2 separate regions of the Xenopus tropicalis genome follow, and region 2 is linked to region 1. The links are chromatin contacts, called in public Hi-C maps. All regions are on one chromosome and are shown on one strand. Each heading gives the region's core, a stretch centred on a gene start, on an enhancer-like site or on the middle of the called end of the contact. The rest is flanking DNA. Distances are from core to core; before and after follow the strand shown.

Evidence for each region. Hi-C and Micro-C count contacts between places; a contact is called where the count stands out from the background.
Region 2: a Hi-C map of gastrula embryo shows a contact between it and region 1, with 3 times the contacts expected there. The contact joins the promoter of LOC100486031 here to the promoter of gpr135 in region 1. A contact is called at or near these places in 4 of 5 Hi-C or Micro-C datasets (brain, gastrula embryo, neurula embryo and 1 more).

What each region holds. Positions count from the first base shown.
Region 1 is chr8:102,979,847-102,984,202 of UCB_Xtro_10.0, forward strand. It overlaps gpr135 (G-protein coupled receptor 135), which reads left to right and starts at 1,869. Exons shown (of 1, transcript XM_002933733.5): 1 at 1,869-4,356. The coding sequence starts at 2,311. The coding sequence ends at 3,786. l3hypdh (L-3-hydroxyproline dehydratase (trans-)) reads left to right here. Exons shown (of 5, transcript NM_001008127.1): 5 at 1-190.
Region 2 is chr8:103,120,759-103,125,325 of UCB_Xtro_10.0, forward strand. It overlaps LOC100486031 (potassium channel subfamily K member 16), which reads left to right and starts at 1,402. Exons shown (of 5, transcript XM_031892121.1): 1 at 1,402-1,772. The coding sequence starts at 1,575.

The DNA.
Region 1 (4,356 bases), core at 619-3,118:
TCACAATTCCTTTGTAGCCAATGTGTGTTTGTGCTAAATTTGTGTTTCCTAGTGATATCCCCCCTTACATCCAAAGTGAGATTTTGATTATATTGTATAACATAAATGCTTTTTGTTTGTACAATTGTATAGATTTTAACATTTGTATCAAACATTTTAATAAACCACAATGACTTTTCTTTGTTCCTAAGTTTTAAAGTTGGTGAAATAAAATGTAACTGCATCGTAGCATTTGCAAATAGGTTGTGTTTAACCTACTGGTTCCTGTATTTATGAACTGGTTTTCCACTTACAAAACTCTGTATGTCATTTGGCCAGGGGTGCCCAAACGTTTGCATTCCCCTGTAGTTAGTTAAGGTGGCAAATCTCACACACTTGCAGCAATATCTGCTCAGTAAAGTTCTTATAACACTTACACTCTATACCAGGGATCCTCAAACTACAGCCCGTGGGCCAGATCCGGCCCCCATGGTAATATACCTGGCCCCCGCTGCTTCCTCACCCCTGATTACTACCTGTCTGCAGATGCAGCGGGGGAGCAGGGAGCTGGAGGACTACAGTCCGGCCCCCCAACAGTCTGAGGAACCATGAACTGGCCCCATGTTTATAAAGTTTGGGGACCCCTGCTCTATACACTTTGTGAAAGTGGAAACCCTCTGCTCCACCAAATAACTGATGCGCAGGGCATTATGGGTATCAATTTGTGAAATAAAAAAAAAATGTAATTTTATTAAAAGGGGGCATTAGCAGACCTGAGCCAAGGAGCTGTTGGCACCCAAGCACCCTCCCCTCAACCCTGTTCCCAGCACACCATTACCTGGCAGAGATGGGGCAGACAGAGACCATGAAAATGCTCTTCCTGAACGTACTTATACCGCCCGTAGCTCCGACATTACGGCACCCCCATCGACAGAATGGAACTTGGCTGACTTGAGGGATGTACAGATGAATGTGAGACACTGCAGGGTTTGTTTTCAATGTCAGAGGCATCATGATACATCCCAAAGGTGTTTGGCACCAATATTAAAGAGAAACTATATCTCCAAACAATGTTCACACAGCTCATATGTAAAATCCTGCTTCATCTAAGTAAGCCATTTTCATAAAAATATACTTTTTAGTAGTATGTGCTATTGGTTAATCCTAAATAGAAAATTGCCATTTTAAGAATTAAGAGTCACCCCCTGGGATCATAGGATTCACAGTGCACACAAACAAGCCAAGGCACACATACATGCTAGGCCCCATCAGCCAATTAATGGGCAGAGTTCTGTCTTTTGCTCCCACACTACTAACTGTTACATTTGTGAAAATGATTTATTTAGACAAAGCAGGATTTTACATATGAGCTTGTTTATGTAATATATTTCTATAGCGACCTACATTGTTTGGGGGGTATAGTTTTCCTTCAATATGACCTTGGACCATAAAGCCACCACAATAAAGAGATTTGCAGTAATTGCACTTTCCCCCATTGTGCCCTAGGCAGGTGCCATTACATATAGAGATATATTCCTGCGCACAATCTCTACATCCGGACTGACAAACTGCATCTGGCACTGCCTTTGATGTTATATGTGTGCAATTGTAGCAAAAAAGCAGCATTTACACCAAAAAAGGCTCAGAGGATTGAGTTCCTATGGCTCATTTATCAAAGCCATGTGCCAGCGCTAGAGTTCTAATCATTGCGTCTATTGAAGGGTGCAGGGGGCACATAGTAACATATATAATATATACAGCCAGGTACCCAGGGAATCTGCGTGTGAATGATGATCATGGCTAGCCCTGCGCCCCTCTATGTGCAGCAGCAGGAAGCGCTTGGCTTACAGAGATTACACATCAGGCCACAGACTGACTGCCAGTAACAAAGTGCCACTTGTATTTATTAGAAAACAGGGGAGCCGGACAGACACAAGCAGCGGAAAGATTAATATCACTATTAGCGCCATTATGACATTTAGCGCCATTAGGAACTGGCCATTAATACACAGCTCGCAGGCTCACTTCACATTCGGACTTCCCTTCATTGTACTGATCACATCGGCAGCCGATGGCCCCACACACGCAGCGATGCGAAACATCGGTCGGACGATTTAGTTTTGGCCCTTCATTCCAGGAAAACACGTACCAAACTTTTATCGGCCGACTACCCCACACACAGCCCGATTTCCGTAGAAATGACCGATCATCTGGCAAAGCTGGTGATTCCTGGCAGGTTTTTCCGATAAAAGGGGGGAATGGCCCCACAGCCCCCCCGCACCTCCCCCAACCCATTCTGTGCGTAAAAGAACAGAAGCAGTCCCTGTTTCCATGGCAACCAGCAGCACGTCACGCACCACGCCCCGTATCTTCCATCCCTGGCACCGCGGCCTGACCCACCGCCCGCACCGGGACACAGACCGGCAGCCTGAGGGATGCCTCCCCCCGGCCTCTCCGCGACACATGGAGCCGCGCCTGTTACAACTCGCACTGCTCACCAACATGACGGCTCTGGGCAGCCCTGGGGCCGGAGGGACCGCAGCCGCATCTCCAGGAGGAGGGAGACATGGCAACGAGCTCACAGCCACTTCCTCCCCATCGCCCGGCGGCAACCGCAGCACCCCGGAGCCCGGGCCGGCACAGGAGGCCGAGGGGAGCCCGCTGTTACACGGGGTATCGGTGGCTTGCCAGGCCCTTCTGCTCCTCGCCATCTTCCTGCTCTCTTGCCTGGGCAACTGCGCTGTCATCCTGGTGATCGCTAAACACCGCCAGCTGCGCACCGTCACTAACGCCTTCATCCTGTCCCTGTCTGTGTCCGACCTGCTGGCTGCCCTTCTCTGCCTGCCCTTCTCCTTCCTGCTGCTCCTCAGGGGCGGGGCCTGGCCCTTTGGGGACCGCCTGTGCTTGGCCAGTGGTTTCCTCAACTGCTGCTTTGGAATTGTGTCCAGCCTCACCATGACCCTTATCTCCATGGACCGCTATTATGCCATTGTGAGACAGCCCCAAGGCAAGATAGGCAGGGCCCGGGCCCTTCAGCTGCTGCTGGCTGCCTGGCTCCTAGCCCTGGCCTTCTCTTTGCCCTGGTTCCTGCTGGCCCGGGAGCAATGGCAGGTACAGAGGAAGGGCCACTATCACTGCCTGTATGTGTTCCACTCAGCAGGCTCCAGGCTTGGGGCGGCCTACTCCATCTCACTCATTGTGCTCTGCTACCTCTTGCCCTTTGCCCTCATGTGTTTCTGCCATTACAATATTTGCAAGGCCGTGAGGTTGTCGGAAATCCGCGTCCGGCCTGTGACCACCTACGCGCACTTGCTTCGCTTTTACAGCGAGATGAGGACGGCAACCACTGTGCTGATCATGATTGTCTTTATTATCTGCTGCTGGGGGCCATACTGTATCATGGGGCTGGTGGCTGCGGCCGGGGACTATCCATTCACCCCTTTAATGGACACTGTGGCTATCTGGATGGCATGGGCAAATGGGGCCATCAATCCGCTCATCTACGCCATTCGCAACCCTAATATCTCAATGCTTTTAGGCCGCAACCGCGAGGAGGGCTACAGGACTAGGAACATTGCTGCCTACCTGTGCACACAGGGTCAAAACAGAGATCCTATCCATGACCGTTATGGGAACAGACATGGGCAGGGCAGCAGGGTATCCTCTTGTAGCCCAGCCAATGGTGGCGACGTGGCCATGTGGGCCTGTAAAAACCCGACTGTGCTCTTTTGCAGAGATGGCCAGCCAGACACTGTGACTGATAATAGTGTGGGGATTAAGCCAGAGACAGTGGACACAAGCCTGTGATATCCAGTTGCACAGTTACATGCACTAGCCAAGAGCGGCCAACTAGAAGAGCTCTGGTCAAGCAAGATGTGACCAACAGCCATGTTAGGCCCTCAGTGACTGCAATGGCACATGGTTTAGCTGTTTGGCCTACAGGGTTTGCTCTGTTGTGTAAAAGAATCCTCACTGCCAAATACCTGCTGTCAGAATGTGCCGCCCCTGGGACTGACAGCAACCCCACTGCCATTTGCCAATCCCAATACTCTGTACAAGAGAAGGGCTTTCAGTTGCCACAGTAGGGCTAATGCCCTTCTTTCATTCATGTGCGTACAAGTTCCAATTTGGGTTTTCTAAGGAAACTGCAACATGTACACGTTATATATGCTCAATACTGATAGATGTGCCTATGGATATTGGGTTTTCTAGCAGTCCTTTAGGTGACCTCTGCTATTTTTCCTAGGCTAAAAACACCTTTCATGTTAGTTGGGCCCCCCCCCCCCAACTAACATGAAAAGGCCAATTGATCATACTAAATCTAGATTTTGGAAATTCATGCACCATGGTAAAATAAAATCCCTTACTCTAACGCTC
Region 2 (4,567 bases), core at 152-2,651, 140 kb after region 1:
TTGAATGCGTAGTCACCCAGTGACTGACTGCAAAGTTTGGAAAATCTGGCATCAAACCAATAAAAATCAATAGGTGAAATTTGATTGGCTGTTGGCTCCGCCCACTTTTCAAAACTAAATCTGCAGTCCCCTAGTGACCAAGTGTAAAAAGTTTGGGGACCCTGGGGTTATTACTGTGAGAATGGCAGCAGGTTGAATTTCCGAAGAAGTGTGTCGAGTTTGGGTGTTGTACCCCTAAAACTGTAGGAGGAGTAGCGTTTAGAAAATGGGGGGGCGCTAAGAATAATAATAATAAGAAGAAGCGGAAGAATAAGCCAAAGTCGAAGAACAGTATGTTGGAGTTTTCAACCCAACACAATAAACTATAAACAAGTAACAATATATACAAGGAATTAAGGAGGAGGAAAGTAAACTAAGTAAGCTTTTTCAGAAAGGTCTATGTAAATACAGCCATATGCACCCTATCAAAATAAACACAGGATTTCTTGTCTTCTTTTTTGTAAACATATTGTTAATGTATCTGACCTCCTCTCTCAGAAAAATCCTTCATTCCGGGGGCCAGAGTATGCGCAGTTCTCTCTTCTGTCCCCTCTCCTGCTCCCTCCACCCTTAGGAATGTGTAATCTGAGCTATAACAGCTAGAGCTGCAGCAGGAAGCTATGAACACCAAGCTAAAATGGCAGCTGCAATCACAGAGAAAGCTTCGAGGGCTCTTTACTCAGGTATGATAAAGTTTTCCACAAAATTTCTGCTAGTATACAGGCATGGGATCTGTTATCTGCAAACCGGTAGCCAGAAAGTTCCAAATTATTATTATTTATAAGAAAATAATTTTTAATAAAATGTATTTTCTTTTTTCTCTTAAATAATAAAACATTGCCTTTGTACTTGATCCCAACTATGATATAAATAATCCTTACTGGAGGCAAAACAATCCTGTTTGGTTTATTTAATGGTTAAGTGATTTTTCAGTACGGAGAACCAAATTATGGAAAGGGCCCCAGAAAAACCCGGGTCCTGAGCGTTCTAAAAAATATTTTCCTTACCTGTAATATAAATGTGAGGCTGACAATGAAATTACTGTTTCACGCCTTAGCTCCTGTGCTTTCCCCAGAGCTCTAGATAATGCTGTCATTATATTAATATACAAGGTTATGATTTACAATGTTTAGAAAGGATTTGGGTGAGATATTTCCAACAATAAAGGAATAAAACACAAATTGGAGGGCCTAGTTCCTACAATTATGTGCTCAGTTAATAAAGTGCACGCTTATTTAAACAAATGATGCAATTAGTCTTCGGATAGCTGTTTCCTATAAACTTTCAGGAAATGCAAACAATGTCTAAACTCAAAGTACAAAGTTTGCTTACAAGGCAAGAGCTTATTCCTGTCACTGACAAACCACCTACTATACTTGTAAGGAAACGGGCCACCCGTGGAAAAAGGGCTCTTCACAGTCCAAGCTCAGCCCCCCTTGAGCAGAGTCACAATCTGTGCTTCCTGCTTCTCACAGATATCTGCAAGGAAGGCTACACAACAGCAGGGGGGACAGCGTTGGGTGCCACATAACAGCATGCCTTCTGCTGAGATATTGAAGAGCATTCTCTTGGCTATGGCCTTCATGGTGTATTTGCTGGTTGGGGCACTAGTATTCCAGGTGCTGGAAAAAGAGGCAGAGGATACAGCAAAAACAGACACAGAGCGCCACAGACTGGACTTCTTGAAGAACTACACATGCCTCACAAAGGAAGCCCTGGATCATCTTGTTAATGTAAGAAACATGTTTACAAACGATCCAAATAGATACTGTTACTAGGCTCAATTATGTGGGAGGGGAGCGGATATGACAGTTATATATAGTACAGCTATGGTTACTAACATCTGATATTAATTCCTCATGTGAATTTGAGTGAAAATAATGCTTTTTATATTGTAATTTTATTTTTCGATTTATTAAAAGTCATGTTTGTGCTGGAAATTTAGAATGAGTCCCACAACTGGGATGTAAATATAAAAGGCTATACCTTGTTTAGAGGGAAATGGTAAAGAGCAAAGGACAAGGTGAAGGGGTATGTCTTTATGTTAAGCCCAGCTCTGCAACCCAGCATAAAGACAGAAGTTGGGGTGGGAATTATGAATTCATATGGGAAGACTGATTCACCATTTACTGTAGGTAAAGGTTATAAAGAACCTTCATATGAATGAAGAAAAAAAAAGGCACAGCTTCTGTTGCAAAACAAAAAATCTTAATAACAGGGGATTTAAATTACCTTGATACCTACTGGAGTAGTGGTACTGCCAACTGAATCTGAAATGAAATTCAAAATAGACCCTGGCATTTCAAATACACAGTGGCCCCACACAAGACCAAAAGAATATCAATCTATACCAGATTACAACAGTCCCTCTGGCATATGCCAGAGTTTCCAGTTTGTCAGTCCGGGTCTGCTGCCAACACATAGCACCTAGACCTGCGCTAAAGCTCCGGAAGGTAAGAATGGGGACTTGATGGTAGGTGGCAACTGAAAGTCTGCCCTAATGGCAGTGTAAGTAATAGAGCTTGTAATATTGTCTTATCTAATGTATGCTATTAAAAACAAATATACGCTAAGTCAACAGAGGCACCAAATTGCAGGGCAGACAAATTTATGACTTTATGGTCACTACTACAGTATATAGATAGAATAAATATGTTTGATATTAATCCATTACTAATCTCAAGTTATCCATTTATGAAAGAAATATAAAAGCATTAAGATATCTGTGTGGTATGCCACATGGTTTTGTATTGGTTTCACTTTTATTTAATCTGTTCACTAACTTAAAGAGGGCATTGAAAGCAGTTACAGATGTATTTGCCACTGGCACAAATCTTTTCAGACCAGTTAAATCCATCCAGGATATGTCATCCTTGCAGGGGGGGTCTTAAGAATCTCATAATGTGGGCAGTTTAGTTGCAGTTAAGATAAATTTTGGCATTAAATCTATGCAGGATAGTTATTCCCTTAATGGGTTCTATAATAAGTGGATCCTTGATGGAGAAGGACCTGACAGTACTTGTTGATAATAACCTAAACTGTATCAAGGAAAGCCAGTCAGCAGCAGAAGCATCAGCATGGTATTGTCCTGTATTAAGGTGTTTTCAACATAGAGGCCCATATATATATATACATACATATACATACACATTCTGATTTTAGTGGTTTTTAAAACCATGAAAAAGACCATTTTGCAATAAAACAACAAATCCCAAGTAATTTATTAAAAAAAGCCTAATGTAAAAAGCATAAATGAAAAACCTACAAAAAGAATCTAGATCAGAATATGAAAACCTCGAAATTTTGTACACCCCCCAAAAAAAGAAATCCTCTAAAATTAAGTAATAAATGAAGATTGTTACAGTTTGCTTACAATAATTCCCATTGACTTCTACAGTTTTGTATTAGCGTCTTTGTATTAGTGTCTATTAACTGCATCAGGTATCATTTGTACCGACGTACCAGCAAAATACTAGCTAGGTTTCTAACATATGGGGCCCTATAATCTAAATGCCCCATGGCAAAAAAAGAGAAAGCAAAGGCCAGCTGACAATATTACAAGCAGAAGCTGAGGAAAGGTTGGATAGAGAAGTACATGGTATAGAGAGATGTGGAAAGGTAAGGATAATACCCATTTTTCCATTTCAAAGCTATTCAGCTGTCTATTAACTGCTAAAATAATGCATTTTCTAACAACACCAGCAGCTGGTCAGTTTCTGTCTATACAGCTGGAGATAGAAACTTACAGGAAAGAGATGGGAGGTCATGTGAGTTTTTAATCTCTTTCTTGAGCAAAACAAATCATTAATTATAGGAAACTTTTCAGGCTTAAGCAATCATTCATGCCTTTTGGATACATGCTGTCTAACTTACTCATCCATTATCCCTCTTTTTCTAGTAAATTGTTGCAAAGTGCAGAGTAAATGTTTACAATGTTTTTAAGCATAAGCATCTATATTTTTAATTCATTGTTATTTCCGGTCATAAAAATTCCATGGCAGTAACATTTTTATTACTAGCAGTTTGATTGGACTTGACTGAAGTTATTCTTGCAGCTAAACTCAAGATCAGTTTTTAACTTTTCAAATTGTTTTTATTGAATTTCAAAATAAATGTATAGTTCATCATGAAAGGTTTTATTAACATTAAAGATCTCTTAAACTCAGATATAGTAGTGACACATATATTCTTTTATAGCAATATAACTAAAAAATTCCCAGAAATGATCAAACCACCTATCTGCATCAGAAGGACATTTTGGTGGATTTATTTATTTATTTGGCTAGAATGTGAATGGCCAGAACCAACACAATAATGCAATAAGCTATATAGTTATGAGAAATCAATAGGTATCTTGATTTGAGTAGGTATTTGCTATTCTCTATTCCAGATAAGCCTTTCTCTTATCTACACCTTTCTTTTTATTGTTTTTATGAAATACACAAATAAGATTTATTATACTAGCAGAAGGCGTTGGCTTGAGGCCTCTGGCATATCCTGATTCAAACCCTGGTGATAACTCCTTGTA